2 separate regions of the Ovis aries genome follow, and region 2 is linked to region 1. Evidence: chromatin contacts called from public Hi-C data. All regions are on one chromosome and are shown on one strand. Each heading gives the region's core, a stretch centred on a gene start, on an enhancer-like site or on the middle of the called end of the contact. The rest is flanking DNA. Distances are from core to core; before and after follow the strand shown.

The links. A called contact is a pair of places that touch in the nucleus more often than the background predicts.
Region 2: a contact with region 1 is called in a Hi-C map of hypothalamus, with 5 times the contacts expected there. The contact joins two enhancer-like sites. A contact is called at or near these places in 9 of 16 Hi-C or Micro-C datasets (blood, hypothalamus, liver and 3 more).

What each region holds. Positions count from the first base shown.
Region 1 is chr11:10,099,123-10,102,117 of ARS-UI_Ramb_v3.0, reverse strand. No RefSeq gene overlaps it. Among named protein-coding and RNA genes, the nearest start is that of YPEL2, 110 kb to the right of the region's middle. Within about 2 kb of position 1,422, at least 9 of the 54 cell types and tissues checked have an H3K27ac peak or open chromatin away from gene starts, as enhancers often do. A contact at or near this core is called in hypothalamus, where this site is marked.
Region 2 is chr11:9,978,283-9,981,277 of ARS-UI_Ramb_v3.0, reverse strand. No RefSeq gene overlaps it. Among named protein-coding and RNA genes, the nearest start is that of YPEL2, 14 kb to the left of the region's middle. Within about 2 kb of position 1,562, at least 5 of the 54 cell types and tissues checked have an H3K27ac peak or open chromatin away from gene starts, as enhancers often do. A contact at or near this core is called in hypothalamus, where this site is marked.

The DNA of each region.
Region 1 (2,995 bases), core at 173-2,672:
TGTTAGTGCTTTGAGATTCCAGAATGCAAATTTCTCTGGGTCCAACTTTTCAAAGAGTTGGTCTTTGGGCTAAATATGTCTCACCAACATGTTTTATTTGGCCCACACAATGCTGCTGTTTGTTTTCAAAGCAGGATTAGCTGCCAACATTTAAAATAAGGGGACTTCACATAATAATTCAAATTTCAAGCCTCCCTTTAAAATTTGAAAGATCAGGCAATGCAGGTACACATTTTAGTTAGGGCCATAACCACTTGTGGCTGAGTAGCTGTTCCCTTCTTGGATGGGGTAAGTGCCCTCCAATTACCACAATCCCCACTGCTCCTTATAGCCTGACCCCAGGCTGCTCCCACCCGGGTACTTTATCTACCTGGCCCTTCTGCAACATTTGCATCTAGGATCCTTACTCCAGAGGAGTATCATTGACTACAAAGTTCCATGAATTACAGCACTAGCTATATATTTACTTCCTTTTCCTGGCTTGAAAACAGACTGGTACATCTGAAGACAAAACCGGAAAGAACAGCAATGCTCTTAAGACCATTACCTTCATTCCAACCAGAAGGCAGCGTCATTCTCCCCCCCGCCGCCTTTCCTTTTTCAAACCAGCCTGAAGACAACCTGCTTTCCGTTCAGCTCTTGGGCTCCATCCACCCCCTCCATCTCCTGGAGCTGTTTACCTCAAACCTGGGAGTGTAGTCTCCCCAGTTCCCCGCTTCCTGTCTGCCCTGGAAAACAAACACCTTGGCCCTTTTTTGTTTTTAGAGTTTTACTGCTAATCACTACAGGGAAACAGACAAGAAATAACAATAAGGAGGAAATTACAAAGCTTAAAAAGCACTTACAGTTCTAACAGTCATAATCCTTCTGGAAGGACTCTATTTTTATTCTCTCTTGTTACATTCTCATAGATGAAGGATTGTAAGGGCCTAAAGTGATCGTGAAAGTGAAGTTGCTCAGTCGTGTCCGACTCTTTGTGACCCCATGGACTGTAGCCTACCAGGTTCCACCATCCATGGAATTCTCCAGGCAAGAACACTGGAGTGGGTTGCCATTTCCTTCTCCAGGGGATCTTCCCGACCCAGGGCTTGAACCCGGGTCTCCCACATGGTAGGCATTGTAGGTAGAGGCCTGAAGACTACAGCAAACAGATGGTTTACTTTCCTGACGCTTGAAGGCAGGAGGAGAAGGGGACGACAGAGGATGAGATGGTTGGATGGCATCACTAACTCAATGGACATGAGTTTGAGTAGGCTCTGGGAGTTGGTGATGGACAGGGAGGCCTGGTGTGCTGCAGTCCATGGGGTCGCAAAGAGTCGCACACGACTGAGCGACTGAACTGAACTGAACTGAAACAAACGGTGCTGAAGTATCACCTTGATAGCAGAGGAACCGTTAGGTGGCAGCACAGGGCATATCTTTTCCAGTCTTCCCACAACAGGCTGGCAGATGTGAGGCACCCAGTTGTCTAGGATGGGACAACTGAGCACCATATCAAGGCAAGCCTTTGGGCTGAGATCAGGCAGAGGTTAAGAGCCAGGAGGCGCCCAGGCACGCTGTGCCCTCAAGGAGCCAGGTGTGGAATTCTTATCTCCTGTGCCTTCCCTCGATATGTTGATTAGAATCACACACTTTAAGGAATGGTGAGATTCTTCCTGGCTTCCCAGGTGGCGCTAGTGGTAAAGAACCTGCCTGCCAATGGAGGAGACGTAAGAGACTCGGGTTTGATCCCTGGTTCGGGAAGATCCCCTGGAGGAGGGCACAGCAACCCACTCCAGGATTTGTGCCTGGAGAATCCCATGGACAGAGGAGCCTGGGGGGCTACAGTCCATGGGGTCACAAAGAGTCGGACACGGAAGCAACGTGGCAGCAGCAAGAGTCTTCCAGACCCACGTCTTGATTTTATGACAAGCAAATCGAGGTCTCGAGAGGTTTGACTTGTCCTAGCTGTCTTTGCACTTCCAGTGGTGTCAGCTTATCCTTCTGATCCGTCCCTCTGGTTAAAAAGCATTTATTGAGGTCTACTTAGAAATAAAGACTGATTTTACTCATTTCAAAGGTGAAATGAAAAGGGGCATTTTGCCTCTAACAGAGCAAGACTTTATATAGGAAACAGAGATTTACTGGATACAGGTAAACACAAGTGAGCTTTGTTTCTGCTTCTGCTTACCTAAGCCATCGGGGAGAAAAGTGAGGGCCCTTATTCCAGAAGGGGAGTTGCAGGTCTCAGCACTCTGGGCGGGCTGGTATGTGCTCCCTTCCGTGGGACCAGCCAGTGTAACTGTGACTCTTATCAAGAGTGGCCTAGGGAGACTTCCCTGCCAGTACAGTGGTTAACATTTCACCTTCCAGTGCAGGGGCTGCGGGTTCAATTCCTGGTGGGATAGCTAAGATCCCACATGCCAAAAAACAAAACATTAAACAGAAACAATGTTGTAAAAAATCTAATAAAGACTTTAAAACATGATCCACATTAAAAAAAAAAAAAAGTGGCCTAGGGACTTCCCTGGTGGTCCAGTGGCTAAGATGCCACACTCCCAGGGAAGGGGCCCCAGGTTCAATCCCTGGTCAGGGAACTAGATCCCGCAAGCCACAACTAAGTGTTTGCATCCGGCAGCCCAAAGAGCCGGTGTGCTGCAATAAGACCTAGTGCAGCCAAACTAAGTAAGTAAATACTTTTTTTAAAGGGATTTTGCTTAAATGAAAAAAAAAAAGAGTGGCCTAGCATGGCAGGGCTGGGCCATGCACACCCAGTGCTCGCCAATGCTCTCAAATTACTTCAGTAAAACTACCCGTATTCCTAGAATTTAAACACAAACCCAAATTGCACGGTAATAAAAGCATGTCCTCGGGCCCTAAATGGTTTAGAGAGCAGCCTAGTGATCAAAGGATAAGGCCTTATTGGGAAGTAACTTTTGCTTGAAGGGGTCAGGCCTCAGTACAGGAATTTTCCTAGAACTACACCTAATAGAAAGTTGAACTTGTTTACTTTGAA
Region 2 (2,995 bases), core at 313-2,812, 120 kb after region 1:
AGGGGCCTGGGGTCACAAAAAGTTGGACACGACTGAGCATCTGAGCATACGGTACATTTGTTCTAATTAATGAACCTACACTGACACTTTATTATTAATTAAAATTTATAGTTATTCAGATTTCCTCCGGAGAAGGCAATGGCACCCCACTCTAGTACTCTCGCCTGGAAAATCCCATGGACAGAGGAGCCTGGTGGGCTGCCGTCCATGGGGTCGCTAAGAGTCAGACACGACTGAGCGACTATCCATGTAGTCAAAGCTACGAATGTGAGAACTGTACCATAAAGAAAGCTGAGCGCCGAAGAATTGAGGCCAGTGCTGGAGAAGACTCACTTTCATGCACTGGAGAAGGAAATGGCAACCCACTCCAGTGTTCTTGCCTGGAGAATCCCAGGGACGGGCAAGCCTGGTGGGCTGCCGTCTGTGGGGTGGCACAGAGCTGGATACGACTGAAGCGACTTAGCGGCAGCAGCAGATTGCCTCAGTTTTTACCTGCTGTTCTTTTTCTGTTCCAGAATCGCATCCAGGTGCCATCTTATCTTTAGTTGTCACGTCTCCCAGCTCCTCTTGACTATGACAGTTTCTCAGACTTTTCTTGTTTGTAATGACCTTCGCAGTTTTGGGTACTCCTGGCCCGGTATTTGTAGGATGCCCTCTACTGGGATTTGTCTGCTGTCTTTTTTCTCAAGATTAGACGGGGGTCACAGGGTAATGGGGAGGCAGATCACAGAGGTAAATTGCCATTCATCATGTATGTCAAGGGTAGGTACTATCATTGTGATTTATCAGTGTTGATATTGACCTCAGTCATCTGGCTGTGGTCATGTTTGTTGAGTTTCTCCACTACTGTTACTTTCCATTCCTCTTTCTTTGACAGCAAATCAGTAATGCACAGCCTACGCTATGGGACATCGCTTAGCTGGCAAAGGTCCATGTAGTCAAAGCTACAAATGTGAGAATTGTGCCATAAAGAAAGCTGAGCGCCAAAGAACTGAGGCCAGTGCTGGAGAAGACTCTTGAGAATCCCTTGAACTGAAAGGAGATCAAACCAGTCAATCCTGAGGGAAATCAACTCTGCGTATGCACTGGAAGGACTGATGCTGAAGCTGAAGTTCCAGTGCTTTGGCCACCCGATGCGAAGAGCTGACTCATTGGAACAGACCCTGATGCTGGGAAAGATTGAGGGCAGGAGAAGAAGAGGGTGACAGAGGATGAGATGGTTGGATGGCATCACCGACTCAATGGACATGAGTTTGAGTAAACTCCGGGAGTTGGTGATGGACAGGGAGGCCTGGTGTGCTGCAGTCCGTGGGGTCACAAGGAGTCGGACGCAACTTAATGACTGAAAGACAGCACTATGGGAATAAAACTCCCACTTTTAGAGTGAAATGTCTCCTTAATTTATCTGGAATTCTTCTGCACAGAAGACTGATCAAATGCTTTTGTTTGTAAACCTTTTGCTCCTGCCACCCACCAAATCATGACGATTAACCTGTTTGGTAGTGGCCATCGCCCTGTGTTTTCCAGACTAGAACCATAATGGGGTCTAGGGAGACCTCTTGTGGTTAAAGTGAGGCATAACAGTCAGCTACAGGTTCTCACTATGCTTCCAACTTTCCCCGGGTTATCCTGCTGCTGCTGCTGCTGCTGCTGCTGCTGCTGCTGCTGCTGTGGGTCTCAATCCAGAGTGATTTTGCCCTCCAGCCCCAGGGGACATTTGGCAATATCTGGAGACGTCTTTGGTTGTCACACTTTTGAGCAGTGATGCTACTGACGTCTGGTAAGAAGAGCCCAGGGATCCTGCTCAACATCTTACAAGGCAGAGGACACACACAGCAAAGAATTACCTGAATCGACATATCAGTAGTGCTGAGGCTGAGAAGACCTGTGGCCAATAGCTGTATGCAAGTGTATAAAGGAGACAACTGTCCTCGAAGGAATAGTTATAATGGGTGTGTGTGGGGGCAAGACCCTGTTTTGTGGAGGGGGAGAAAAAGAAGGACAAATTCTTCAATAAAACCTGGAGCTCAGGACTTCCCTGGTGATCCAGTGACTGACTGCACACTCCCAATGCAGGGATTCTGAGTTTGATCCCTGATCAAAGAGCTAGATCCCACACGCTGCAACTAACAGTTTACATGCCACAACTAAAAAGGATTCTGCACGTCACAGCTAAGACCTGGCACAAATAAATAACTATCTTTTAAAATAAAACAAATTTTTTTTTAAATTTGCAGCTCAACACTATTGATCACAGCAGAGATAGAAGAAGTGGTGAAGTGAGTTCTGGATATATGCAGTCTCTTTCTTTTTTTGGAAATATGTGGCTCCTATTTGGGCCAGTCTTGTGCACACGGACCTGACTGTCAAAAGCTCATGCTGTGGAGTTCAGCAGAAGCAAATGGAAACTGGGGAGCTGTTCTGAGCAGAAGAGGAACAAGTAAAGAAAGAAATCGGACTGAAGCTAGTGTACTGAGAAGGGGATTATGTGAGAAGATCGTTCATTTCAGATCATTGTTTTAAAACTGAGAACAATCTTGAGGGAAAAAAATTCAGCCAGTCCAATTAAACAGCCACAATCCATAACTACTTTCAATTATATTTCCTATACATACATGTTTTTATTTGCTGCAGTTGATGAATATGACCATTCATATTCTGCTGTTTTCACCAAATAGTGATGTCTGAAATATTTTTCCATACTCCCAGAGTCTCCATGGGAGTCTATATGATATTCCATAACATAGCGTTCTTCTATTGTTAGGCAATAATATTGCTTCAAATTTTTCTCTTTTCTAACACTGCAACATTGTTTTTCTACAACTGAAGGGTTTTCTTAGGATTCCTTTATTTGTTATTGTTGTTTGTTGTTTAGTTTCCAAGCTGTGTCTGACTCTTTGCTACCCCATGGACTGCAGCACACCAGGCTTCTCCGTCCTTCACTATCTCCCAGAGTTTTTTCAAACTTATGTCCCTTGAGTCGACAGTGCCATCA